Regions from separate parts of the Sus scrofa genome. Here all the other regions are linked to region 1. The links are chromatin contacts, called in public HiChIP or PLAC-seq maps. All regions are on one chromosome and are shown on one strand. Each heading gives the region's core, a stretch centred on a gene start, on an enhancer-like site or on the middle of the called end of the contact. The rest is flanking DNA. Distances are from core to core; before and after follow the strand shown. Region 1 overlaps ITPR1 (inositol 1,4,5-trisphosphate receptor type 1). Region 2 overlaps LOC106505661 (a long non-coding RNA gene). Region 3 overlaps LOC106505661 (a long non-coding RNA gene).

Region 1 (4,434 bases), core at 1,293-3,792:
GCTAGGGGGCTAATGAGAGCTACAGGTGCCAGCCTATGCCACAGTCACAGCAATGCCAGATCCAAGCCATGTCTGCAACCTATACTACAGCTCATGGCAACACTGGATCCTCATTCCACTGAGTGAGGCCAGGGATCGAACCTACTACCTCATGGTTCCTAGTTGGATTCGTTTCCACTGCACCACGATGGGAACTCCTGCAACTATTTCTTAAGCACTCAGAGATTAGTGGTTTCTGTTTTATGATTGCACTGATACTCTATGGTCTGCCTATACTGATATTATGTTGGTTTCATTTAATTTCTAAACCAAAAATTAAAACTATTGATCTTTTTTCATCAGAACATTACAGAAAGACTTTTGAGACAGCAGACTTTTTTTTTTTTTTTTCAGCTTCAGAAATCACTACTTAAATAGGAGGAGGACACTTTTAATTCTAGCCACTCATCAAACAGAATGCAAAAACTGAGAGCAATGGACGGGAATCACGTGATTGTGGCTCATGTAGGCCCTGATGCTCTGTGTGACCCTCTGCCAATCATTGAACCCCTCTGGGCTTCTACTGCCTGACCTGCAGGCCAAGGGGACTGGAGCGGGTATTATTTAGGATTTCTTCCAATGAAGACATTAACTAATGCTTGGTATGTTTTCGTAAACTTCATAATATCTAACAGGCAAGTTCCCTAAATAACACAACCCAATAGGACCTAAAATGATTTCCAGGACGGAAAAGGCCAAATCAAGCCTGGCACAGAATTTGGTAAAATAACCAACAGCCTTTGCTAGCACTCCCTCCTAAGAGGATTTCAGCTCTATTGCCATGTGGGTAGGTGCTTTTATGGCAGAAAGCCACAATTTTGAAAAATATAAGCCTATTAATAAGCTATCTATGTTCAAACAGGATACCAGCTACATAAATATAATCCATGCTACACAAAGTAAAAGGTAATGTTTGGTAAATGAATGAACTGATTTTCTCAACACATTTTTATAATCAAAATTAATTTTTTTCCACACAGAAGGTCATCCTCAATGACCACACATTAAGGGAGAATATTTTGAGAAAATGAGTATGTTTGGATTTCACAAGTCTTTTCTTGTACTGCCTTCATCCCAGTACCAGACACTATATTCAGAGTCTGATGCCTCCAGTCAAGGTGAAGTCTCCCTAAACCAACAGTGACTGGCAATGATGTGATGTTGCCTGGTTTTGAACTTGGAAACCAACAATTGCTCCCTACTGCCTCTCCACGTTTCTTCTTAGATCTTAAGTCTTCCCAGGGCTTTTAGTCAAGGTCAGCAAAATCAGACTTCATAGGGAAAAGATTTCAAATGATGGGCTTTGAAATAAAAACTCAAAATGAATTTCAACGAAAAGGATCCCGAGTGTCCTTCCCAGATGAGGCCATGAATTAGGTCATCATAACCACAGCACTGGAGTAGTAACTAGATCTGGGCAGATAAGACCCTGAAATGATCGCTTTTTATACATAATGTTCCTAACATTTTATCCAGGGATGTACTTCTGCATAAATGAAGGACATTATATATTGTCCTTCTTAAATAAAAAGAAACCCAGAGACTTCCTAGGGTTATTATTTATGGCATGTGCACAGCAGCACATGCTCACATACATGCTGTACACACATACATATATACATCAGTTTCATGTGTGTCTATTACAGGCCAGCACAGAGCACAGCCATAGAAATACCTTCTGTTTTCTGCTGCCACTAACATGAACCCTATTATCCCTGGGCTTCTAAAATTTTCCTTTGAAATAAGCTGTCTCCATCCATGAACCAACCCTAGCAGAGGCTGAATACAGTTCAATAAATGCAGCTGTATTATAGATCTAATTATCAGCCCATCAAAGAGAATTTATAATCTCCAACCCCCATGAATCAGCCTTCAGTTCCTTTCACCCACTCAATCTCAGAGGAGGGAAAAAATAAACAAGCAAATAGCGAATGGCCTTGCAAATATGTTTGCTGGGTCCTGTCTTTCTTGAGCCTTTGAAAAGCCACATTAAGAAAACAGAACGCTTGCAAGAAAACTGAGCTAAAATGGAACTTACCTAGCATTTTAGTAGAAAAATTTAAAATCTTTCCATTTGATAATAACCCAATGTCCTTTACTATGGCATTTGTTTTTAGAAACAAAGGAAGAAATATTTTAGTTCCAGTGATGCAGTTTCATCTATATTTTATAGGAAAAGTTCATCAGCAGTCAGAAGAGAAATTCATTTTTCAAAAATGCATTCTGACTTGATTAAATTATACAACTTCAGTCATGATGGAATCATCTCAACATTAAAAAAAGAAGAAGAAGAAAAAGAAAGAAAAAGGAAGAAAAAAAAAAAAAAAACTTCCCCAGATTCTGCAATAGCTTCTGTGTGCTCCGAGTTGAGCTTGGTTGCTCTCTGGTTGCCAGTGTCTAACAGTAAACAGCCCTGCTGCATTTATTGGCAATTACTGCTGAAGGTCACACATCAGCAGTGAGCCTAAATTCCAGGAAAAAAAGCAGCTCTTATGTAACTGCTGCCTGAATGCTGGCAGGTGCCCAACCCAGCAGTTCACAGCAATGTAAAAAAGTAGGACACCTCCACCCTGGGTTGGACGTCATGAGAACGCCCCCTGAAGGTGAAATTTAATAATTCTCCCATTTCTCTTCTGTTTTCTTCCCCCTAAATTTTACTGGCGGTGGCTTTCCTTTGCTTGCAGAAGTAGCTCCCGGGGGCAGAAGCTAAGGACAGAAAGGCAGACAGAGGCAGGCTGCAACCGCCCTAACAAGTAGAAATGACAACCTTGCTTTTTTGTTGAAATGGCAAGAGGCTGAAGCTGCAAACTGACACTGATGGCTCTGAAGAGTCTGAAGTGACAGTGACTGAATGGGGATCACATCTCCCAAATGTAGAAATGCAGCCCATCCACTGAGCCACAGCCCACACTTTCTAAACACGCCATTCCTCTCCAAAGAGGCATCTATGTAAATGAGGTAGGTCACTGCTCTACCCACTGCCTCATCTTGAAGTTAGAGGACTTTATCAAAATTACCCTTTTGTGGAGTTCCTGTCGTGGATCAGTGGAAACAAATCTAACTAGAATCCATGATGACACAGGTTTTATCCCTGGCCTCGCTCAGTGGGTTAAGGATCTGGCATTGCCGTGAGCTATGGTGTAGGTCACAGACCTACACCACGCAAGCTCAGATCTAGTGTGACTGTGGCTGTTGCATAGGCCGGTGGCAATAGCTGCAATTCGACCCCTAGCCTGGGAACCTGCACATGCCGCAGGTGCAGCACTAAAAAGATCAAAAAAGAAAAAAAGAAAAAGAAAAAAAACCTTTGGTTTGCCCAGAACTTCACAGTTTAGGAAAAGTGGCTCCATGGTCACCTGCCAGTTGTCCTCACCTGTCATGACCTTTCTCGCCCAGGTAAAAGTTCTTAAATTGCATGTCCTCATGACCCCATGTACTTCAGCTTCCTACATTTCTCATTGACAGCCTGTCATTTAACATTAATTTGTATTATTGTCTATCTCCCCCACAAAACCATAAACTCCAGAAGGGCAGACACTCTGCCTATTTGGGGCACCATTGTATCCAAATCCCCTAGCAACACAGAACAGGCACTCAAACATGAGTCACAGAAATGAATGTCTCAAGCATCAATCGGAGTCTGTTTAAAGCCAAGAAGGGGTGGATGCAGGAACCTTCCAGGGTTGGGGGGGACAGAAACATTCCCTATCTTGATTTGTGTGTGTCCAAAGGTAACAGTTCATCAAGCTACCAACTCAGGAATAAGCTGAACAGACACTAAGCAAGTAGCTCCTTACCCTTCTCCCATTACCTGTCCTCTTCCTGCCCCCTAAGGACAAGGTGAAATCAGGAAGTAAGGAGAGAGACCCTGCCTCGTGATTTGTGAAAAATGATAATAATAAAGAAATGAAAGAAAGCCCTCCTCTTCCTGGTTTCGAGGGGCATGCCACTCTAGGAGACAGCTGGAGAGGCCCCACACCATGCACTTTTCTCGCAGGAACTCTGATTCTGTCCTCACCTCACTCTCCTTTCTCAAAGACTGACAGAGACTCAAAAGGCACTGTATCTTCCAAGCCATTCACTGCATATCCACTCTCCTGCGATGCCCAACTGGCCTTTATCAGTGAAGGGCGGGGTCCTTCCCCAATCAAAGGCTCACAGCTCTCCAGGTGTGCCGTACCCTGGCCCAGGGGCGGTTCCGCACAACGTCTCAAGTGTGAAGTGCTGCTTTGCAATTTAGTTGGGGAGCTTGCCTATATCCAGGGCCAGAGTGGACTCTCACGCAATTCTTGACGGAGTTTCTGCACAACTACAGTTGTGGGCTGCTGGTTTCTACCCGTACATGCAAACAAAAGGCTTGGTGGGAGAGAAACCTCAGTAGCTGTGGTCTTTTCC
Region 2 (4,434 bases), core at 550-3,049, 210 kb before region 1:
AAAAATATTGTGCAGAGCTCCCTGATCGTCTAGTGGTTAGAATGCAGTGCTTTCACTGTTGTGGACTGAGTTTGATCCCTGGTCTGGGAAATGAAATCCCACATTAAGCTGCTGCACACTATGGGCAAAATAATAATAATAATAATAAATTGATTAATCTTTTTAAAGAACAAAAAATTGTGATTGTATCCATTTAATATAAAAATGACTTTTCCCCCAATTTTATTTTGAACTTACAGAAAAGTTAAAAAAATGGTACAAATAACACTTATTTTCTTTCAAATTCAACAATTGTTATCATTTTGCCACTTCCTCTTTTTTTCTCTTTACACATACATATGGAAAGATATAGACACACAGAAAAAGCTGTCAATATTTCCTTTTCCCCCCTCTAAACCAGTTAAGAGTTAGTTGAAGGTACTATGACACTTCACCCATAAGTACTTCAGCTTATGCCTCCAGAGAACAGAAACATTTTCCTACATAAGCACAATTTAATTACTATACTCAACAAATTTGACATGGATGCAATAATATTATTTAACATGTAGTCCATATTCAAATTTACCCAAGTACCTCAACCATGTTCTTTATTTTTTAAAATATAATCAGTTTATTTACTCTAAACAGCAATACAGACAAACATCATATAAACACAAAGGAAGTGATGCAGCAACGAGATGCTGGCTGACTGTGGATCTGAGACCCAGGCTCTGGGAGGGAGGAGGCAGCTGGGGCAGGTCTGATTTTCTGTTTCAGGCAGTCGGCTGGAGGCTAAGTGCAGCTCTAGACGTCGTGGAACATGCCCGCATCTGTGAGCAAAGGGGACTAGCTCCTTGGGACTCATTCAAGTATAAAAGTTTATGATGTTACAGCAGTTGAAATTCTGATGTCAATATTAAAATAAAAGCAAGTTTTACATAATAATCAAAATTACAAAAGACTGAAGGAAGAGACCCTGTATGAAAAACTAGACCATTCAGCGAGTGGAGACTGTACCCATGGCGGAAATGGAAAATGGCGCCCGTGGAACCCTCCCCAGGGGACCAGGAATTGCAGGAATGTTAGATTTGCAAAAATGTTGCAAACACATTCTTGCCAAGCCAATCCCTTCTTTTTTATGATGCTACAAGGTCGCTTCTTATGAGAGAGCAAACTTCTTGGCTTGTACTCGAACCTTTTCTTGTATTCCACTCTGTCTTGACAGTAGATCATGTAGGCCTCTGCTTGAGCTGGAGTTTGGGTATTTGGTTCATTTAGAAGTTCCCTTATTCCTAAAAAGATCTGCTTAATCATGATGCTGGCCTCCAGTCCTTGTTCTCCAGGATGGACAGGCACACCCAGCCTTAAGAGTACAGGTTTGGGTGAAGTAAGGACGGCTTGAACTTGCATTTCGATGGTGAGGATGGACATTCATCTTTGAACAGCACCCGTAGTTTAAACAAGCCTCCCTCCCACAGAGTCCCCTTCTTCCCAGGAATGGCGCTTTCCCAGTTCATGAGGTTCATTGTGCCCTGGGGGTTTTTTGTAGGGGCAGCCATGAAACCAAATGGGTGGTCTTTCCTCCAAGCTTTCCTCTCCTGGGCGAGTCTACTGAGGGTGATCCCCGACATTGTGAGTCCCTCTGCTGGTGCAGCCCAGCGAGCAACTTGGACAAGGGGCGGTGGGACTCATTTGTCTTGGGACTTCCCTTCCGAGCCCCTCGACCATGTTCTTTAAAGTGATTTTTTCCCCTGCTCTTCTGGGACTCAGTCAGGGATGACACATGACATTTGGTTGTCTTATTTCTTTAGTCTCCTCTTTCATGCCATTGATATTTTTGGAGCCCAAGCTCTGGTTGCCAAACGTCCCTTAATTTGGAACTCTCTGATTCTTTTCTTATGATGAGATTCAACATTTTTGGATGGAATACTATGTACTTCTCAGTGCATCCCCTTGGGGACATGTTATTGGTGTGCGCAATTATTGGCAGTGTTTATTCTGATCCCTTGGTTAACATGGTGCCTACTGAGTCCACTATTATCACAGTACATTTCCCCTGTATAGTTAATAAGAAATTCACATAAGATCATGTGAATGTCCTGTTTTCCAGCAGCCTTTCCCCCATGGTGATTTTGTCCAAATAAGTTATTCCTCTGGTGATTATAAAATGGTGATTTGGGAGTTCCCTGTGTGGTCCAGTGGGTTAAGAACCCTGACATGATGTCTGTGAGGATGCTGGTTTCATCCCTGGCCTTGCTCATTGGGCTAAGGATCTGGTATCACGCAGACTGCAGTGTAGGTCACAGCTGTGGCTCGGATCTGGTGTTGCTGTGGTTGTGGCATAGGCTGGCAGCAGCACCTCTCATTTGACCCCTAGCTTGGGAACTTCCACATGCTGCAGGTGTGGCCATTAAAAAAAAATAAAGAAAAAGGAAAAAGAAATAATATGATGATTTTTCCATTTCTATCATTTTGTCCTACGTTTATTACTTGGAATTACTCTATTTTTCAAAAAACTTTCCCTCCACTGAACTTTAATTTTTGCTTTTAATAGCAATAGGGACTTGTGGATTTTTAAAAAATTGAATGTGTTATAACCCATTCCTTGTTTTTATGCACTTTAATGCTCATATTGTCTGAAACTTGGCAGGTGAAAGTTCTTTCACACCACCCCCTCTGTCCTTTTGAGATAGCTATATCAGTTTTTGAGAGCGTCCTACTGTCTGACAGAAGATGTTTCAAAACTTGTACTTTCTCTGCCTCAGTCCTGGAATCAGCCTTTCCTCCAAAAGGCCCTGATCCTTCTTCACGAAAGATGATATTTAGAAACCAAGGTACAGGTGGTAGGTATACTTGCTACTGTTGGAATGACACTCCTCCCACACTGTCAGAGCCAGGGAATACATGTATGTATATACATGCACATACATACATATACCCACACATATCTGTAGTTATTTCTACATCTATCTACACATATTAAAAGCTATGAGTTCATGCTCATAGCTCTAATACCACTCAGTCAAGGATTCATTCTGTTCTTCTGTCTTTCCATGTTTTCAACTCCATTCTTCAACAGCAAGAAACCATACAGAAGATAAAATTTAATTTTGCAAACATTGTGTTATATCCATAGCAAGGAATTCTACTCAATAATAAACAGAAATGAGCTAATGCTCAATATAGATTAATGAATGAACCAAAAAAAATTCAGTTGAGCAAAAAAATTAGACACACCCACAAAAGAGATACACATACTATATATTCCATTTATACAAATTCCAAGAATAAGCAAAACTAATCTATGGTGATAGAAATGAAAATGAGTTTGCTTTTGGAGGGGGTGGGAAGACTGACTGGAAAGAAACACAAGGGAAGAATTCCCATCATGGCTCAGCAGAAATGAATCTGATGCGTATCCATGAGGATGCCGGTTCAAACACTGGCCTCATTCAGTGGGTTAAGGATCCGGCATTGCCATGAGCTGTGATATAAGTCACAGACGCTGCTGGGATCTGGTGTTGCTGTGGCTGTGGTGTAGGCCAACAGGTACAGTTCTGATTTGACCTCTAGCCTAGGAACTTCCATATGCCACGGGTGTGGTCCTAAAAAGAAAAAAGAAAAAAAGAAACACAGGGGACTATCTGGGATGATGGAAATATTCTAGATCTTGTTCTGAATGGTGCTTACACAGGTGAATTCAATTGTCAAAATCCAGTGAACTAAAATTAAATAGTTTAGATCTGTACATTCTGTTGTATATAAATTATATGTTCATTAAAAGAAAGATATAAAGATATATAAAATGCTCTTGAACAAATGAACAGATATTAAGTTTCACTTATTATAAAAGAATACAAATTAAAACTGCACTGAGAGGAGTTCCACTGTGGCTCAGCGGGTTAAAAACCCAACATAGTGTCTGTGAGGATGTGAATACAATCCCTGGCCTTGGTCAGTGGGTTAAGGATCTGGCATTGCTGCAAGCTGTGGCATAGATCTACAGCTGCATCTCTGAACTGCCCCCTAGCCTGGAAAATTCCATATACCACAGGCGTAGTATGTGGAAAAAAAAAACTGCACTGAGATACCAGTTGCATTTATCTAAATGGCAAAAATTCAAAATCTTGACAAGGCACACTGTGCGTGAGCATTTAAGAAAGTAGACAGTAATATTTAAAAATAGCTAAATATATAAAAATGGCTAAATTTCCCCTTTGCCCCATCAATCCCACTTCTGGGTATTTATCCTGTATATCTCTAATGCTAAATTTCCATATACACTTGGGTCTGTTTCTGGACTTCCTGTTTTTTCTGCTAGTCAGTCTATTTTATGCTCCAAACCACACAGTTTTAATTATAGAATTTTCATAGTATGTCTTGATGTCTATTAGAGTTAGTCTTCCCTCCTTGCCTTTTTTTTTTTTTTTCAGATTTTATACCTATTCTTGT
Region 3 (4,434 bases), core at 582-3,081, 160 kb before region 1:
CTAGATCTTTGATCAGTAATTGGGAGGTTGGGTATAAGGATAAGCTCTGTGGTAGGTTGAGCACAGGGTCTCTACCATAAAGAGCTCATTATTCAGGAAGTTATCAGGTGCCTTCCCATTTGCTGTCCTAAGGTAGACATAGCAGTTGAGCCGTTACTGGCTCTATCTGCCTCAGAAATTTCCACAACAGCATCCAGATACAGGCAGAATCTTGTGCACCTTACCCAGTTCAATTACTCCTTTATCAAAGTCCTTAATTTTCCATGTGGGATGTGGTAGAACAGTAAAACTGAGATCTTTCTGGCACTAAGCTCTTACCCCGTCCCTACGTCTTTTGTACTTTATTGCCAGAACTCTCAGGAGTTCTGGCAATAAAGTACAATGAAGAAATGGTATTTCTTCATTGTACAATAAATACAAATGAAGAAATGGTATTTATTTATTTATTTATTTTTTTGGTCACCATAAGTGATATACAAATCCTTATGCTCAAGAACGTAGCTTATCATTACAACTAGAACATAGATTACCATCTGCTAGATCTGCTACCCAATTAATTTTTTGGTGTTTATCCCTTCTCTCAGCTCTTGCTGTTATCTCCATAAACTAGGATCTTCTTATCCTTGTTTCCTTAATAATTCACACTGTCTCCCCTCACAGCCTATTTCCAGGGCTTCCATCTCCTCAAAAATTCAGTTTAGGCCCCACAAAGCCAAATGAAGGAAAGAAATTCTTTCAAATGTTATGAAGAAAGATGTGATTAAAAATCAATCCGTGAACAGTTACCAAGTTCTAAAAATCTTTGGGGAAGAGGGTGGCAAAGAGGAACCAGAAATTTAAGATCTCCAGTCAGTAATGCTTTTCATTATATATTCAATTCCCATTGTTCCTTAATCTTTCCCCCATTCTATATGGACAAGAAAATGAAATTTGGGGTAGAGTAGCAGATCTGGATAGTATTTGCATCCAGATACCAACCTAAAAAACTGTCCATGGGAACTCATAATCAAGCGCAGCTATCTGCTGCCAAATATGACAAATGGGGACATATATTCACTTAAGTCCTGTATCAGTAACATTCCATCTTACCAGAGGCTATGACACTTTCTTCCTAGTGTTAGAAACAACGAAAAGCTTCTAGTCCTCAAGGGAAATGTGGCTTGAGGGATCCTTGGTGTATGACACACAAAACTGACATAACACACATACTTCGTATTTCAAATATAACTTCGCGGTGTACAAATAATACCTATAATTGGGTTAAATTAATGGCAGTAGTCTAAGCATCGGTGAAGTTCTAGGCCTGCCCTGGACTAGCCTCTAGAGCAGGTTACTGCCGGTGGGTGCCCTCAGGTGAGACTTCATCTCTGGGCTTACTACTCCTACTGGGAGATGAAACTTGGCTCAGAGCGCCCTGGAGACGATCATTACTGCAGCGTGTGCCACTCTTCAGGAACCCCTGATGTTCTTACATGAAGGACTTAGTTGGGGTTCGAGTGATTTAGACATAAAATGGGAAAATCCGGAGCAGTTCTGACTTCCCTTTGACGACGCCAAAAGGGCATTGAGTGCAGCCCACGACACCCACTTTTTTCTTTTTCAGAGGAAACGCCTCCTCTCCCATCCAGACCTGCCCCGCCTCCCCGCCTTCCAAAATAACTCGCGGCCTCAGCAGCTCAACCGCGTTCTGACCCCATCCAAACCCCTACCGCGCGCACGCGCACAGAGAGAGCGGCAAAGCCCGCGGCGGGGCGGGAGGTGCAGGCGCGAGCCTAGGCTCCAGCTCTCCCTCGACGGGGCGGGGCCCCGAGGGGCGGGGCGAGAGCGAGGTCCCGCCTTGCCATTGGCGTTGGCCTGGCCAGGTGGAGGGCCAGGTGGAGGCCCGCGTGAGCAGCTGGCCCACGGGCCCACGGTCCCAAGGGCCCCTGCGCGCAGGCGCAGAGCGGGGCTGGGAGCGAAGGCGGGGGAGGGAGTGCCTGGGAATAGGCAACGTACTCCTGGCGCGGTGCCTTGCAGCTGATGGCGGGTGGGGCCGTAGAGTAGGGCTGGCCGCCGCTTTCTCCTGTGGACCGAGGCTGCTGACGGGAAAACGATCCGGGAGGGAAGCGTCCGCGCCCAGGCCCCTTTCCCTGAAAGTCTGCGGCATCTTAGAGCCGAGTAAACCAGACAGAACGTTGAAGTTCGCAGACCTCAGCCTTCGAGGCCTCTCTGCCCGCTGCCGGCTTTGAGTCCTCTGGCGTCACTTAGCCTGGCCTCGGTTTCCCCACTCTTGTAGAGGGCTTGTGGCCTGAGAGTGGCCGCGAAGAAGAGTTCACGTCACAACCACTACGTGCCTAGTGAGTTTTTTGAGCATCCAAGTCACGCCCTTGCCCTCAGGGAGCCGGGTGCCTAGTGGCGGCTCTGAGCAAGATGGAAGTTCCGCGGTGGTGTAGCGCCAGGGCCCGGAGTGCGCCCCTCCTGGTGGCTTGGCCGCACTGCCTGCGTGGGCTCCAGCCTCGGCTTCCTCATCAGCGCACAGAATGTGCTTCACAGGTAACGAGGGAGTGTGGAGTGCCAAGCGTCGTCCCTGGCACGTGGTGGGCTCACAACACGAGTTCCAGGCTTCAGTCAGTGCCAAGGGTATCTTTCAGAGCAGCCAGGAGGTCCAGAGGTGCAAACACAGACCATGCGACTCAGGGGGCATAGCTGGAGAACAGAATCCAGTTCCTCTCCGACCGGCTAGGGAAAAGGGATATGATGATTAATTGATTAAGCACACTCCCTTTGATCCTTGTCTTGCCTTAGAAAAGGCTTCCTCAGGCTTCCTTTCCCCGTCTTTTTAGTTGGTAGTGTTTTAGAAAGGCTAGGAAACATTGATTTTTCTGAATTCACTCTTACATTAAGTCCTGTTCTGATGATGAAGAAGGAAACTTGATTGATCTGCATTTGGGGCAGTTATTAGTGTACTGGATTAATTTGGAATAAACTTGTCAGTACTCAACAGGAGAGCTGGCAAAAAAGCAGATGTTCAACTGTTAGTGTGGCTCTCTGTTGAAGGCTTGAAAAATATTCGTGTTCTGTACTGTGTTAGCTTCCTGGTCTCAATAATACCCACCCCTACCTCCATTGTCACTAGGGTGGTCCTTATAAACTATTGTTAATTCTTTTTTTGAGACATTTTTGACCTTAATGTCACCTTTTCCTACCAGTAACCACTTTAAGATCCTGTTGCTGCAAGAGTTCAGGGAAAATCCATTTGTAATATTTAGAGGATGACCACACCCTGACTTCTGCAGAGTGTTGAGTAAATCAAACTAGTTTGTTGTTTTTTTTTTTTTTTTTTTTTTTTTTTTCTGGAAAAAACCTGCAGCTGAAACTGAGATTAGGAATAAAGAAAACCAGCTGGATCTTGTCCCTTAATGCCAGTGATAGTTTCTGTTTGTGGTCTGTTTGTCATTCAGCACGCTTTGGGAGAATGTGACTAGCTTTTTGTAAGCCTACCGTGGTATGCTCTACGTGATCCCTTGCATCCAAGATATGCACAGGTAACTGATTGATCCTGACCTCCTTAAGTGACTGACAGGTGGGCTGTCAGTGGGCTGCCCACAGGTAGATCCTTATTGGAAAAACTGGCCATTTGGTTGATATTATCTGTGAATAATAATTTTAGAATTTATTACTGAAAGCACATGAGGTATTCCAGGGCTTGACTTTTTCATTTATTTTCATCTTTTCATTTCTGTATTTTATACAGTTGTTATAGAATTTGTGTGCTAATGTTACAGTTTCTTGAATTTGGCTTAAAAGAGCTAGCTGTCCTTGGTCTCACTATTTCAGTTCAAAATAAATTATTTAACAGAGTATAATATGTTGAATAACTGCAACAATCATAATAAACATTGATAATGTACCATTTTCATTTAATATTTATGTTTATCATTTATATCCATTATTTTATTTCACCATTTTGAACACTGGGGAATAAAATAGTGTGTTTCCACCTCAGGAAATTTTTAACTTGGTTTTCTCTATTTTTTTTTTTTAAGAGAAAAGAATCTTCCTGAAAAGTGATGCCTTTTGTTGTGATAGAAATCTAGAATGCTTATAATGTTTCATTGAGAAGCAGTAGTCTCCTTTAACATTTTTATTGTTTTTTTCCTTTCTTTCAAATGCAGTGAAAACCTCTGTCAATGTTAGTGTGGCCCTTAGCCAAAGCCAATCATTTATTACTTTATAAAGAAGTGAAAATTTTAATTTAACACATAGCAAGTATTTAAGCTCATATACTTGCTATTGTATGACAAGGATTTTAAAACAAGGGTTTTAGACGTCAAAGGCATAGTAAATTTGTGTTTATCCTGTGCTTTGTTAAAAGTTAATTTAAAAATATAGGAAATTAGTAGTAGTAGTTAGCACTGATGGATAAAAATAAGCCATTAGACTGAGCAACATGGA

Evidence for each region. HiChIP or PLAC-seq counts read pairs in DNA pulled down with a chosen protein or histone mark.
Region 2: an H3K27ac HiChIP or PLAC-seq map of skeletal muscle shows a contact between it and region 1. The contact joins two enhancer-like sites. A contact is called at or near these places in 1 of 47 Hi-C or Micro-C datasets (embryonic fibroblasts) and 2 of 2 datasets of contacts at active chromatin or transcription factors (alveolar macrophages and skeletal muscle).
Region 3: an H3K27ac HiChIP or PLAC-seq map of alveolar macrophages shows a contact between it and region 1. The contact joins two enhancer-like sites. A contact is called at or near these places in 1 of 5 promoter capture datasets (liver), 21 of 47 Hi-C or Micro-C datasets (alveolar macrophages, blood, brain and 10 more) and 2 of 2 datasets of contacts at active chromatin or transcription factors (alveolar macrophages and skeletal muscle).

What each region holds. Positions count from the first base shown.
Region 1 is chr13:61,279,954-61,284,387 of Sscrofa11.1, reverse strand. All of the region lies in intron 39 of ITPR1 (inositol 1,4,5-trisphosphate receptor type 1), which reads right to left. Among named protein-coding and RNA genes, the nearest start is that of ITPR1, 210 kb to the right of the region's middle. Within about 2 kb of position 2,542, at least 43 of the 83 cell types and tissues checked have an H3K27ac peak or open chromatin away from gene starts, as enhancers often do. A contact at or near this core is called in alveolar macrophages, brain, fetal skeletal muscle and 4 more, where this site is marked.
Region 2 is chr13:61,492,591-61,497,024 of Sscrofa11.1, reverse strand. The region is part of intron 2 of LOC106505661 (a long non-coding RNA gene); the gene reads left to right. It also overlaps the pseudogene LOC110256278. Among named protein-coding and RNA genes, the nearest start is that of BHLHE40, 33 kb to the left of the region's middle. Within about 2 kb of position 1,799, at least 1 of the 83 cell types and tissues checked has an H3K27ac peak or open chromatin away from gene starts, as enhancers often do. A contact at or near this core is called in skeletal muscle, where this site is marked.
Region 3 is chr13:61,436,823-61,441,256 of Sscrofa11.1, reverse strand. It overlaps LOC106505661 (a long non-coding RNA gene), which reads left to right. Exons shown (of 12, transcript XR_002337646.1): 7 at 1-3,524. Among named protein-coding and RNA genes, the nearest start is that of BHLHE40, 89 kb to the left of the region's middle. Within about 2 kb of position 1,831, at least 70 of the 83 cell types and tissues checked have an H3K27ac peak or open chromatin away from gene starts, as enhancers often do. A contact at or near this core is called in alveolar macrophages, brain, fetal skeletal muscle and 4 more, where this site is marked.